Linked DNA regions of Mus musculus: region 1 is linked to region 2. Evidence: chromatin contacts called from public promoter capture Hi-C data. All regions are on one chromosome and are shown on one strand. The core of a region is the stretch at or near the end of the contact, and the rest is flanking DNA. Distances in the headings are between cores, read along the strand shown. Region 1 overlaps Slc44a2 (solute carrier family 44, member 2). Region 2 holds the start of Keap1 (kelch-like ECH-associated protein 1).

Region 1 (6,457 bases), core at 237-2,736, 94 kb before region 2:
TGCCTATGAGTACACTGTTGTTGTCTTCAGACACACCAGAAGAGGGCATCAGATTCCATTACAGATGGTTGTAAGCCACCATGTGGTTGCTGGGAATTGAACTCAGGACCTCTGGAAGATCAGTCGGTGCTCTTAACTGCTGAGCCATCTCTCCAGCCCCCAGCTTTTTAAAAACAAAGCAAAACAAGACAAAACATTGTTGGGGCTCAGCGGTTAAGAACACTGGCTTCTCTTCCAGAGGTCCTGAGTTCAATTCCCAGCAACTACATGGTGGCTCACAACCATCTGTAATGAGACCTAACGCCCTCTTCTGGAGTGTCTGAAGACAGCTACAGTGTACTTGCATGTAATAAATAATAAAATCTTGCCCATGCCCCTTACCTGTTGACCCAGCATTAAGAAGGTGCCTTTGGGAAGATTATTAGGAGCACATAGACATAGCTGGCCTCAGCTACACAGTAACCTGAGGGCCTACTACACGGTAACAGAAAGTGAGCCTCAGCTACAAATTTTCAGTCCACAGATTAAGCAAGTCTTTAAGTCAGTATACCTGATATGTAAGTGGAAGACAATAAATTTAACCTTGTCCTGACTCAGAGGCAAACAAATTCCATGAGAATTAATCATGCTAATAGTTAAACCCTCAACTATTAAAAGCATGAAGAAACTGCAGGAAACTGTGTCTCTTGATAGCAAGGTTGGGAGGGGAGTGGGGAGAAAGGTAAGGGAGTATTTCATGCTTCTAGTGTCAACTGGGACCCCTGGCCCAAGGGACAGCCACATGAAGACAGGTACTGTTGACACCTTGCAACCCTCTTTACATGGGAAACTCGTGTAACCAGGTCTCCTAAACTGCCCACCCCCAGCTTAGGTTTGATGGGCACGTGGGAGCCACTAAGAGTGACTGAGCAATAACATAGACCCGGTGAAGGAAGGAGATGTCCGTGTTGTCTAGCAGTTGACAGTGACAGAAAGATAGAATTTGGATTAACCTTCAGACAGATCTTAGATTGCAGGGTGCGGGGTGCGGGGTGCGGAGTAGGGGGCGGGGGGAGTTGTGAAATGGCTCAGAAGATACAGGTACTTGCTGCTGAGGCTGATGACCTGAGTTCCATCCCCAGGCCCCACATATTGAAGACAAAGGACTGACTCCTGCAAGTTAGCCTCTGACCTCTGACGTCTGTGTGCAGGCAAGGAAGTGAGCATGCCTGCCTGCAGGCCTCTACACACATAATAGATAAATGCAATTTTACTTAAATGTAGAGAAGGCACAGGAATGGCTTGGCTCCAGCCTGGCACTGAGGCCTCTTGGGGAAAACCTAGACCACTCCTGGCACAGTCTGATGGGTTCCGGCAGCCCTCGTTAAGCTCAGCTGCTTAGGGATGAGAGAGGAGGGGATGCTTGCAAAACTTTCTGGTAATGGAGGCTGATTCACCCCCTGCAGGATGGGAGCCTGGGTCTTTGTAACCACAAAACCAGACAATCTGAACAGAAAGCTGAGTGCCAGAGTAGGGAGGGGAAGTGAATAAAGCCCCTGTCTCAGAGGCACGAAGTCCTCCACTCCTGGGGCTGAATACACACGTGCTCCACACGCCATGGCAACCCTTGGGGAATAGAGGTAGGAGAATGGGAAGTTTAAGCTACAGCTAAATGAGTAAAGAGCACTTGACCTATAAGCGTGAGGACCCAGGTGTGAATTCCAAGAATCCATTTATGGAGTCATTCAGCTGGGGGTAGCGACCATGCCTTTAGTCCCAGCTCTTGAGAGTGAGAGGCAGGCAGATCTGTATAACTTCAAAAGCAACCTGGTCTTACAGAGTTGCAGGACAGCCAGGTCTACACAGAGAAACCCTGGGGTGGGGGTGGGGATGGGGAGGAGTGAGGAGAACAGCATCAATGAACTGAGGTCTTCCTGTGTGTCTGTGTGGCAGCCTCAGAGACTACAAACATTCTATCCGGCAGAGAGGCAAAGAACAACAAAGTAGCTTCAAACTCCCTCAAACTGACACATCCACCAGACCCTCCCTGCCTGAGAAAAGAATAAAGACTGAGAGTCCCTCTTGGAGGAGATGAGGCTGTGCTGCAAGAGGGATAAAACTACAAAGACTCTCAGACAAAAAAGAACTGTCTGGAGGAGGTTTAGACCAACTGAGGCACCCGGAAAGGTCAGCCTCCAACCTGCTGAGCTGTCTGCAGGCTGTGCTGTGTGCTCCAGGTTCCCAGCTTTGGAAACTGTCACCCATGCTGAGATGGGCTTTGGTGATATAGCGGTTTTTGAGTCACTTCTCCTGTAACTCCACACCCATTATTCCTGTAAGTAACCCCAGTAAAATTCATGGTTCACCAAGTTGGTCTTTGGTGGTATCCGCCCCACTTTGGTCTGTTGGGTTCCCTATCTAGGGTGAGGGGACAAGTGTATTTCGTTTCCTCAGGAAATGTTGTCAGACAATGGGCATAAACTGGCCATGGTGGCGCACACATTTAATCTCAGCGAGTCCCAGGTCAGGCAGGACTGCATAGTAAGACCCTGAAAAAAACAGAGCTCGAGGTGGCTCTCGCCATAATCCCAGCACTTGAGAGACAGAGGCAGGCACATCTCTGTGAGTTCGAATCCAGCCTGGTCTACGGAGTGAGTTCCAGGACAGCCAGGGTTACACAGAGAAACCCTGACACACACACAAAAAAAGAAAGGAACAAAGGCAGAGAGTTGCAGAGGAAGATAAGGTTACCTCAGTACTCAACTCTCAAGTTGCTCACACCACACACAAAAGAAAACAGCGAGAGTCAGTGCCACCCCTGGACTGGTGAGGCCGCCAGAGGAGCAGAGTCTAGCGGGTTGTACTCAGCCTTATTCATGAAACACAAGGCACAAACATGCACACAAAATAAGTACATCCTTTTTTTTTTTTTAAAAAAGATTTATTTATTGATTATATGTAAGTACACTGTAGCTGTCTTCAGACACTCCAGAAAAGGGAGTCAGATCTCGTTACGGATGGTTGTGAGCCACCATGTGGTTGCTGGGATTTGAACTCTGGACTTTCGGAAGAGCAGTCAGGTGTTCTTATCCACTGAGCCATCTCACCAGTCCTTTTTTTTTTTTTTTTAAGATTTATTTATTGTTATATGTGAGTACACTGTAGCTGTCTTCAGATACACCAGAAGAGGGCATCAGATCTCATTTCGGGTGGTTGTGAGCCACCATGTGGTTGCTGGGAATTGAACTCAGGACCTCTGGAAGAGCAGTGCTCTTAACTGCTCAGCCATCTCACCAGCCCTAAATACATCTTTTTGGTTGCTGTTTTTTTTTTTTTCAAAGCAATCTGTCTACATTGTCCTGAAACTCACTATAGATCAGGTTGACCTCAGACTCATAGAGATCTGCCTGTCTCTGCCTCCTGAGTGCTGGGTTTAAAGGCCCAGCCCACCATGCCTGGCCCAATAAATCTTTTTCAAAATCTGAGCTACGTGAGACCTTGTCACAATAACACAACAAGATGGGGACTAGGGACTGGGGGACCAGAGACACGGTTCAGCCATTAAGAGCTCAGCCTGAGCTCCTGGAACTCCAGCCTCCAGCCTCTGCTGGGACCACGCTCACCTCACCTGAGCAGGCGAAGCTGTGTATGCTCTCTCTCTCTCTCTCTCTCCCTCTCTCTCTCTCTCTCTCTCTCACACACACACACACACACTTGCACACACAGAGACTTACACACACACACACACACACACATAAGGGGAGGGGGAGGAAAAATGAAAATAGAAAAGAAAAAGCTAAGTTAAGTGGGATCTTACTTGACAGGAAGTTAAACTGAAGCCACTTGGTTAATCCCCACAGCTGGTGGCCAACATAGCAATCATGTAGACTGATGATCAAGCCCTTCAGCGTCTAATCTGGCCGTTTCTCCGGTAGCTCCTGCGTGTGGGAGCTGGAATGTGTCTGTGCCGTCCCCAGCTACAATCCTCACTGGGAGATATTAAGACAAAGACTATCTGTACACAGTGGGGCCTTTGGGAGATGATTAGGAAAGGGACTTTTGCCTTGTGGCAGAGCCCTGGTGGCTTTATAATAGAGCTGGGTCTGTGACATGAGCCTGCCATCCTAGCTACTGAGGAGGCTGAGAACAGAATGTGACAAATTCAAATACAGAAAGGGTGCAAGGCCACCCTAATGACGTCATTCTCTTTCCACACAGTGGATGCCATGTGACCCCTGCCTAAAGCTCCTGGTGCCTCCCCTCCCCCTGACTGTACCTCCAAGTATGAGACAAACCATTCTCTTTAACCCCTGCTCCCCACAAGCGCATGACTTGCAGTAGAACCCTTGCTGAGAATCCACTATGGAGGAGCCGGGGGCGGGGCTCAGCAGTAGTGCACTTGCCTAGTATCCCTGTGATAGCTAACTTTACCTCAACTTGACACAACTAGGGTCACCTAAGAGGGAACCCCAGCCGGGCGGTGGTGGTGCACGCCTTTAGTCCCAACACTCGGGAGGCAGAGGCAGGCAGATTTCTGAGTTCGAGGCCAGCCTGGTCTACAGAGTGAGTTCCAGGACAGCCAGGGTTACACAGCGAGAAATCCTATCTCAAACAACCAAAAAACCAACCAACAAACAAAAAAAAACAAAAAAAAGGAAAGAAAGAAGGAAAGAAAGAAAGGAAGAAAGAAAGAGAGAGAGAGAGAGAGAGAGAGAGAGAAGCCGGGCGTGGTGGCCCACGCCTTTAATCCCAGCACTCCAGAGGCAGAGGCAGTCGGATTTCTGAGTTCGAGGCCAGCCTGGTCTACAAAGTGAGTTCCAGGACAGCCAGGGCTATACAGAGAAACCCTGTCTCAAAAAATAAAAAAATTAAAAAAAAAAAAAAAGGAGAGAGAGAGAGAGAGAGAGAGAGAGAGAGAGAGAGAGGTGGTGGGGAAGAACAGGGCAGCTGGACTGGGAAGTCAGTGGAGGAAGGTCCATCCAGCCAAGCTGGGCATGAGGACTCATCTACCCAAGCACGGGGGGGGGGGGGGGGGGGGGGGGGGCGGGGCAGATAAGAGAACCAACACAGGCAGTGTGCCACGATGCTTTTGCTGGGACATCAAGTGGCACCCTGCCCCCACAACTTTCAAACACTGGCTAAGTCAAGGGCTCCAGTGTCCAAGGCCTCACCCACACATTCCCCGTCTTCCCAGAAGTCTGGGCCTGGCCCAGAGAGATTGTCTGGCTCCTCAGACAAGTTCTTCTGACAAGAATTTGGGGGCAGTGCCCGTGCAGTGAAGGGATGGAGAGAAAAAGATGGAGTTGACCCTGGGAGCTGATGCCTGCAATCCCAGCACTGGAGTAACAAGTCAGGGAGATGGTAAAATTGAGACCAGTGAGACCAGTTGAGACTGCAGAGTGAATTCTAGATCAGCCTAAGTTTACCTCTAAAAATAAATAATTCATAAATTAGTTAAAAGCTGGGCATAGGGGCACACACCTTTAATCCCAGCACTTGGGAGGCAGAGGCAAGCAGATCTCTGAGTTTGAGGCCAGCCTAGTTACATATTGAGTACCAGGATACCCAGAGTTGAATAGAGAGACCCTGTCTCAGGATATGAATGAATGGAGCTAAAGAGATGGCTCAGCAGTTAAGAGTACTGACTGCTCTTCCAGAGGTCCTGAGTTCAATTCCCAGCAACCACATGGTGGCTCACAATCATCTGTAATGGGATGTGATGCCTTCTTCTGGGGTGTCTGAAGAGAGCTACAGTGTACTCACATACATTAAATAAATAAATAATAATAATTTTTTTAAAAAGAAAATGAATGAAAGAATGAATACATAAATAAAAGCTCACAGGTGTCATTGGTGGAGCGCTGGCTTCGCGTAAAACCTGAGAAACCTGGGCTCTTCCCTAGCAACCCATCAACTGAGCAGGGTGGAACATGCCTGTCACCCCAGCCTTCAGATGGTGAAGGGAGGCAGGTCAGGAGTTCAATTGAGTTTGAACCTGAGTGTGAGGACAGCCTGGGCTACTAGAGACCCTGTCATAAACACATGCAGACATTTCAATACAGATTTAAAAACAAAACAAAACCATACAACAGTCAAAAGTCAGAGAGGAAGAAACCACTTTTACCCTCACTTCCTCTCCGAGACAAGTTCTGAGTAGTTCCCCTTTCTCTCCAGGTGCTTCTGCAGGCCACAGACCCAGCACATCTGTAACCTACTGTCTTCTAACCTCCACGTGTTTGGTGCTGGGATGAACCAAAGAGACATTCACTGACTTTGAGTCTCACCCACACCCTAGTCTCATCGCCCACACTATTCTCTCCTGCCTAGTTCATAGGGTAACAGTACTGCATATTATTGCTCCTCAGCAAGGCGAGCCTCCTTCTTGGATAAGGCTACAAAGTAACCAATTTAAAGCTTGTTTAAATCAGGACTATTGGTTTTTATTTTACCTGAGTGTCTTGCCTGCATGTCTCTCTAT
Region 2 (6,081 bases), core at 2,508-5,007:
GGGGACCTGTGTTCCATTCCCAGCACCCAAGTGGTGATTCTGGCAACTTCAGTTCCAAGGTTATCTGATGCCCTCATCTGACCTCTGAGGGCACCAGGCATGCACATGGTACAAAGATTGAATGCAGGCAAAACTCTCATACAAACAAGCTAAATAAATCTTTTAAAATGTTTAAAATTGTTTATTTATTCATTGTTTATTTTGAGAGAGACACTCACTATGCAGCCTCAGATGGCCTGGAACTCACTAGGTAAACCAGGCTGGCCTGGAACTTCTGAGTGCTAATTTGGGCTGCGCAGGGTGGGGTGGGGGTGGGGGTGGTCCTGGATATGCCTTTACTTTACAGCAACATCATTTCAGGCCAGCCTGGGCTACATAGTGAGACTGTGTCTTTTTGTTTTTTGTTTTTGTTTTTGTTTTTCGAGACAGGGTTTCTCTGTGTAGCCCTGGCTGTCCTGGAACTCACTCTGTAGACCAGGCTGGCCTCGAACTCAGAAATCCGCCTGCCTCTGCCTCCCGAGTGCTGGGATTAAAGGCATGCGCCACCATGCCCAGCTTGAGACTGTGTCTTAAAAGCCTTTATCTACTTATGTATTTTGTGCCTGTGTATATGTACGGGTACCCATTGGGCACAGCAGGAGTGCAGGCGGAGGTCAAAGGACAGCTTTCCTCAGTCGGTTTTTTCCTTCCAGCACAGGGATCCTAAGGATCCAACTCAGGCTGTCATTCTTGCCAGCAAACACCTTTATCCCCCGAATATCCTTTGCCCTACCATCTCACCCCCACCCCTGTTTGCTTTGCTTTGCTTTCTCACTAATTATGACAAACATCTACCGATTCCCTACGGTGAGAAGCTCTTTTAGACTGTTCATCAGCCTTCCCCAACCAGATTCAGAACAGCATCACCTGACTCGCCCATCCTGCAAATAGTGCCCCCTCATGCCTGCTCCCTGCTCCTACCCGCTTCCCCCCATACCCCCCACAGACAGCATAGGTTTAAACTGTTCATTAAACTTGTATGTCAACTTCGGCCATGTTCATCTGGTTCATATTCATGCGAGGTCCTTGACACCAATGACAAGGTTGCTCTGTGCCGTGGACAGGTTCCTGGACTCAGATGGTTCTGCACGTCGAGGCTGCTCCTGTGCACTCCAGGTTCAGCATGAGCACACACCCCGCAGCCCCCACACTGAGACAACGCTTCTTGTACCCAGACTGACTTTAAATATACTACGAAGCCAAAAAAACGACTTTATACTTGTGAATTTTGTTTCCTGTGAGCAAAGGTGTGCTCTGCCACACGTGGCTTATGCTGTGTGGCGACAAAACCCAGTCCCAGCCCTCAACCTCCATTTGGTAGATGAAGAAACTAACAGATTTCCCTTGCCCCAGGGTCTTAGTACGGCTTTACCCTTGGGACCCCCATGCAGGAGGGGCTTGCCTGGTATTCGCTGCTCTTAGTCTAAGATTCCCTTGAAGTCTCTGGGTGTGGGCGCCACCTTGCAGTAGCTCTGAGAATTGCCTGGGTTCTGCTTTTAGCCGCTGGTTAAGGAACAGCGCGTCCCTTGAGGTAATTCTGGGAACTGCAAGCAGAGTGAAAGCAGGTGGTGAAGGGGATGCGCTCAGGTTGGGATTGCGGGCCAACTTGCATAAAATGAATTTTTTCCCCAGAAGTTCGCGAAAAGCTAGCAGGGGTGAGGGGTGGGGATACAGTCCGGCTGGCTCCCAGAGACCCTCCCTCAGATCTCATATCTTTCCTGGTGTGTTGGCTTGGTGGTTTAACAGTAGGGAACTTAGAGATTCTGATATTAAATTTAAAAAGTACTCAGTTCCCTATTTAAATACCAAATTTAAAAAGCACTGTTGGGATTTGTAGAGACCTTCCAGACATATTCTGTGGGAAAATGACCTGAGATGGGTTTTTTGGTTGTTGTTTTTTGCCATTTTGATTTTGGAAGAGGGTCTCACTATGTAAGGCAGGCTGTACCACTTTGTAGCCAAGGACGTCCTTCACTTTTCTGATCCTTCTCCTCCAGCTTCCTGGGTGCTGGCATTACAAGTGTGTCCCAATTTCAGCTGTCCTGCATTTTTGTTGTTGTTTTGTTTAAATTATTAAGTTAATAGAACAAAGTAAGGTTTTACCATGCAGTCCAGGCTGGCCTGGAACTTGCTATGAGCCCTGGCTTGTCTCAAATTCACAGAGATCCACCTGTCTCTGCTTCTTCTAAAATTAAGGGTATACGACACCATGCCTGGCTTTCCTTGCCTCCCTGACCCCAGACAGAGTCTCACTGTGTAGTCTGGGCTGTTCTCAAACATTCAACCCTCTGCTTCAGACTCCCGTGGTAAATTTCTTTTGAAACTATCCTTTTCTTTGATATTTATTCATTTGTTTTCTGATATAAGGTCTTGCTAGGTCGAGCAGGCTTACTGTGAACTGGAGGTAATCCTCCTGCTTCAGTGCCCTGGTGGCTGGGATTACAGATGTGTCCCCTCAATATTCTTATTTTTAGATTTATTTCCTTTTATGTACACGAGTACTTTGCTTGCCTGTATGTCTGCGCACCACCTACCTGCATGGTGCCCACAGAGGTCAGAAGACAGCATGGGGTCCCCTTGAACTGGAGCTATGGATGGCTGTGAGGCATCGTGGCAGTGGACTCCAGGTCCTCTGCAAAAGCAACACGTGTTCTAAACCACCTTTCCTGGTTTTCCGAGACAGGGTTTCTCTGTGTAGCCTGGCTGTCCTGGAACTCACTGGGTAGACCAGGCTGGCCTCTGCCTCCCAAGTGCTGGGATTAAAGGCGTGCGCCACCACGCCTGGCTTAACTTTATGTTTCAAAGTTAATTTATGTGTGTATGTGGAGGTTATCGGACAACAACCTGAAGGAGGAAGCTTTCTACTACTATGTGAGTACCAGAGGTGGAACTTAGGTGGCCAGAATTGGCCAGACGCTCCTTTACCCACTGAGCCATCTTGATAGTTCAAGAAAATAACTTTCTCTCATAAATGCCATATGCAGCAAATAAGTATCTCTTACCATTAAAAATATATAAAGATGTTACGAGAAATACAAAGAGGCAGCTCTGGGCATTCCAACACTCCAACACCCTCAGATGAATGCCATACCTCTCCTCATGAAAACATGAACACACAGAGAGGAGAGTGTGTCTCTGGAGCACTCGAGCTGCACTTTGCAGGCTCCACATAGGGGAAGAGAATCAGTTTCTGCCAGCCGTCCCCGACCTCAACACAAGCACACACACAAATTAATGTACACAAAGCCCAGAGTGATATCCCAGCCTTTAACCACAGCACACGAAGGAGGCAGAGGCAGAGGCAGGAAGGTTTCTGTGTGTTCAAGGCCAGCCAGGGCTATGTAATGAGGCCTGTCTCAAAAAGAAGTTATAAGGCTGGAGTGATGGCTCAGCAGTTAAGAGTACTTGCTGCTCCTGCAGTGGTCCAGGGTTCAATTCCCCCATTTGCATGGTAGCTAACAACCACCTGTAACTTTAGGGGACACTGCACAGCCCACGTTGCACAGACATACATATACAGGCAAAACACCCACACGCACAAAGTAAAATACAAATTGAAATAAAAACATTAAAAAGTTATTTTACAAGAAGATAAATATCGCAACCAGGTAGATGGGTCTAGTTGGACCGTGCAGGCTGTGGGAGGGTCCGCCGGTGCAGGTTCAGCTGGAGGCGTACCGGACAGCCTAACCCGGAGGCAGCCTCCTAGGGCCGCCCAGACCCACGCCCTGCTCCCTCCGCCCGGCACCTGCAGGAAGGGCTGGAACTGCCTCTGCGTACCCGCCGCCCGTTTCCGCCCTCCCGCTCCTCCCACGCGTGCCGCCCGGGACCCCGCAGCACCGCTGCCCCGATCCGAGCCCTCCACCCCCACTCCGGTCCCCCTCCTCTCTTCCCGGAAGCGCGGCGCGTGGCGGCCCGGCGGCGCGGATTGGACGCGTGGCACCTACAGAGACACCCGGGGGGGTGGGACGGAGGTGAGCGAGCGCCCGCGGAGGATGCGGTGGGGAGCCAGCTCCGGGAGCTGCCCGCGGTCGCGCGTGGGGCCGTGCACGCGGTGGGGGGAAGCGCGTGCCCTTCTCCAAGCGCGCACCCCGCCGCCGAGCCCGTGAGCCCTCGTAGGGTGGTGGCCGCGGCGAGTAGAGGTAGGGGTCGCCCGCGGCCGGCGCCCCGGGACTCTTATTGTGACAGGGTGGCGCGCTGTGCTTAGTCACCGTGACCCGCGCGGCGGAGGCGGAGGCAGAGCGCGGCCATGGCGGGGTGAGTGAGCCGCTCCAGGCCGCGGCCCGGGACCAGGCCCTGCGGGCTCTCCCGGCGTCAGGGCTGCGCCTCCGAGCGGTGGGGAGGCCGCTGGAGCAGGCGCCGGGTACCGGGCGGCCGCTGCACAGCCCCCTGCGCAATGCCAGGCCCGAGCTCCGGCAGTGTGGTCACGCGTGACAGTCGCTCACTAGCTGGGGCCCCTGGAGCATTTCATCCCCCCCCTCCCCACGGTGATCTAATAGACAAAACACGCGGAGTCGCGACTCCAGGCTGAGCCCAGAACCTGGGGAGCCAGACGCAGACCCTCTCTTGTCTCCCCACATCTTCTTTGAAAGCATAATTCCTCCCCTGGCCCCAGGTCTCCAAGGGTCTCCTGAATCCCTCCCCGTGGGTGTTCCAGATGCTGCACACTCTCTTGCCCCAGGAGCTTGGTGTTCGCTTAGTGTTTCCTATACAGACCTTGCTTTATTTTTAGGCCTTTTCTGTCTTCTCGCTGTGTCTCTGGAGCTCAGAGCAGTCCCAAATACATAAATGGCAGGCTCTGTAAATGTTGGTGTGGTGTTGAAAGGAATCTGACATGTTGGACGAAGGCAAGGGGAGGGAAGGATGGCTGGAACAGTGAAGAGGTTGGAAAGCGGGTGTGGAGTTTTACAGGCCATTGACGATTTGGGGTTTCCATTCTTGGGCTCGGTGAAAGGTGTTGGGTGATTCTGAGCAGGAAAAGGAACATGATATGCCCTGAAGGCCCGCGAGTTGAGAAGTTAGTTTGAATGGAGCCGGCTGTGTCCAGTTTACTTGGCTTGGCAAAATCTGCACTTAGATATCATTGCTTAGTCTTGCAAAAAAAGAAGCCTGGCTGGACATGGTGGCACATACTGTAATCCCAGCACTCGGGAGGAGCCAGCTTTGGTTGCATAGTGAGTTGGAAGCCAGCCTAGGCTATGTAAGACCCTGTCTCAAATAAAATAAAATAAAGTGGCAGGGTCTGGTCTAACCCAGCCTCTGTTCCCAGCGCTGTGCTCTTCCCTCCCTCCAGGCCCCTAACGGCTAGCAGAGGAACTGTGTCTTGTCATCAGGAACCCCATGCAGCCCGAACCCAAGCTTAGCGGGGCTCCCCGCAGCAGCCAGTTCCTGCCCCTGTGGTCAAAGTGCCCCGAGGGGGCCGGGGACGCAGTGATGTATGCCTCCACGGAGTGCAAGGCAGAGGTGACGCCCTCGCAGGACGGTAACCGAACCTTCAGCTACACACTAGAGGATCACACCAAGCAGGCTTTTGGCGTCATGAACGAGCTTCGCCTGAGCCAGCAACTCTGTGACGTGACCCTGCAGGTCAAATATGAGGACATCCCAGCTGCCCAATTCATGGCTCACAAAGTGGTGCTGGCCTCCTCCAGCCCAGTCTTTAAAGCCATGTTCACCAACGGGCTTCGGGAGCAGGGCATGGAGGTGGTGTCCATCGAAGGCATCCACCCTAAGGTCATGGAAAGGCTTATTGAGTTCGCCTACACGGCCTCCATCTCCGTGGGCGAGAAGTGTGTCCTGCACGTGATGAACGGGGCGGTCATGTACCAGATTGACAGCGTGGTTCGAGCCTGCAGCGACTTCCTCGTGCAGCAGCTGGACCCCAGCAACGCCATTGGCATCGCCAACTTCGCGGAGCAGATCGGCTGCACTGAACTGCACCAGCGTGCCCGGGAGTATATCTACATGCACTTCGGGGAGGTGAGTGAAGCCGGGCTTTGGGCTCAGAAGTGGGATAGGCCAGCGTGGCGTTCTCCCCTGCGA

What was found. Promoter capture Hi-C pulls out the DNA fragments that hold promoters and counts their contacts.
Region 1: a promoter capture Hi-C map of hematopoietic stem and progenitor cells shows a contact between it and region 2. The contact joins the enhancer-like site here to the promoter of Keap1 in region 2. A contact is called at or near these places in 22 of 39 promoter capture datasets (the 3T3-L1 cell line, 3T3-L1-derived adipocytes, the C10 cell line and 16 more), 1 of 15 datasets of contacts at CTCF or cohesin (CD8 T cells), 12 of 484 Hi-C or Micro-C datasets (CD4 T cells, CD8 T cells, the MNK3 cell line and 8 more), 28 of 115 datasets of contacts at active chromatin or transcription factors (the 230-238 cell line, CD8 T cells, the HPC-7 cell line and 18 more) and 4 of 9 other capture datasets (adipose tissue, liver, macrophages and 1 more).

What each region holds. Positions count from the first base shown.
Region 1 is chr9:21,327,875-21,334,331 of GRCm38.p6, reverse strand. All of the region lies in intron 1 of Slc44a2 (solute carrier family 44, member 2), which reads right to left. Among named protein-coding and RNA genes, the nearest start is that of Gm39302, 10 kb to the right of the region's middle. Within about 2 kb of position 1,486, at least 115 of the 459 cell types and tissues checked have an H3K27ac peak or open chromatin away from gene starts, as enhancers often do. A contact at or near this core is called in the 230-238 cell line, CD8 T cells, the HPC-7 cell line and 15 more, where this site is marked.
Region 2 is chr9:21,237,008-21,243,088 of GRCm38.p6, reverse strand. Keap1 (kelch-like ECH-associated protein 1) reads left to right here and starts at 3,757. Exons shown (of 5, transcript NM_016679.4): 1 at 3,757-6,018. The coding sequence starts at 5,380. It overlaps S1pr5 (sphingosine-1-phosphate receptor 5), which reads left to right. Exons shown (of 3, transcript NM_053190.2): 3 at 1-172.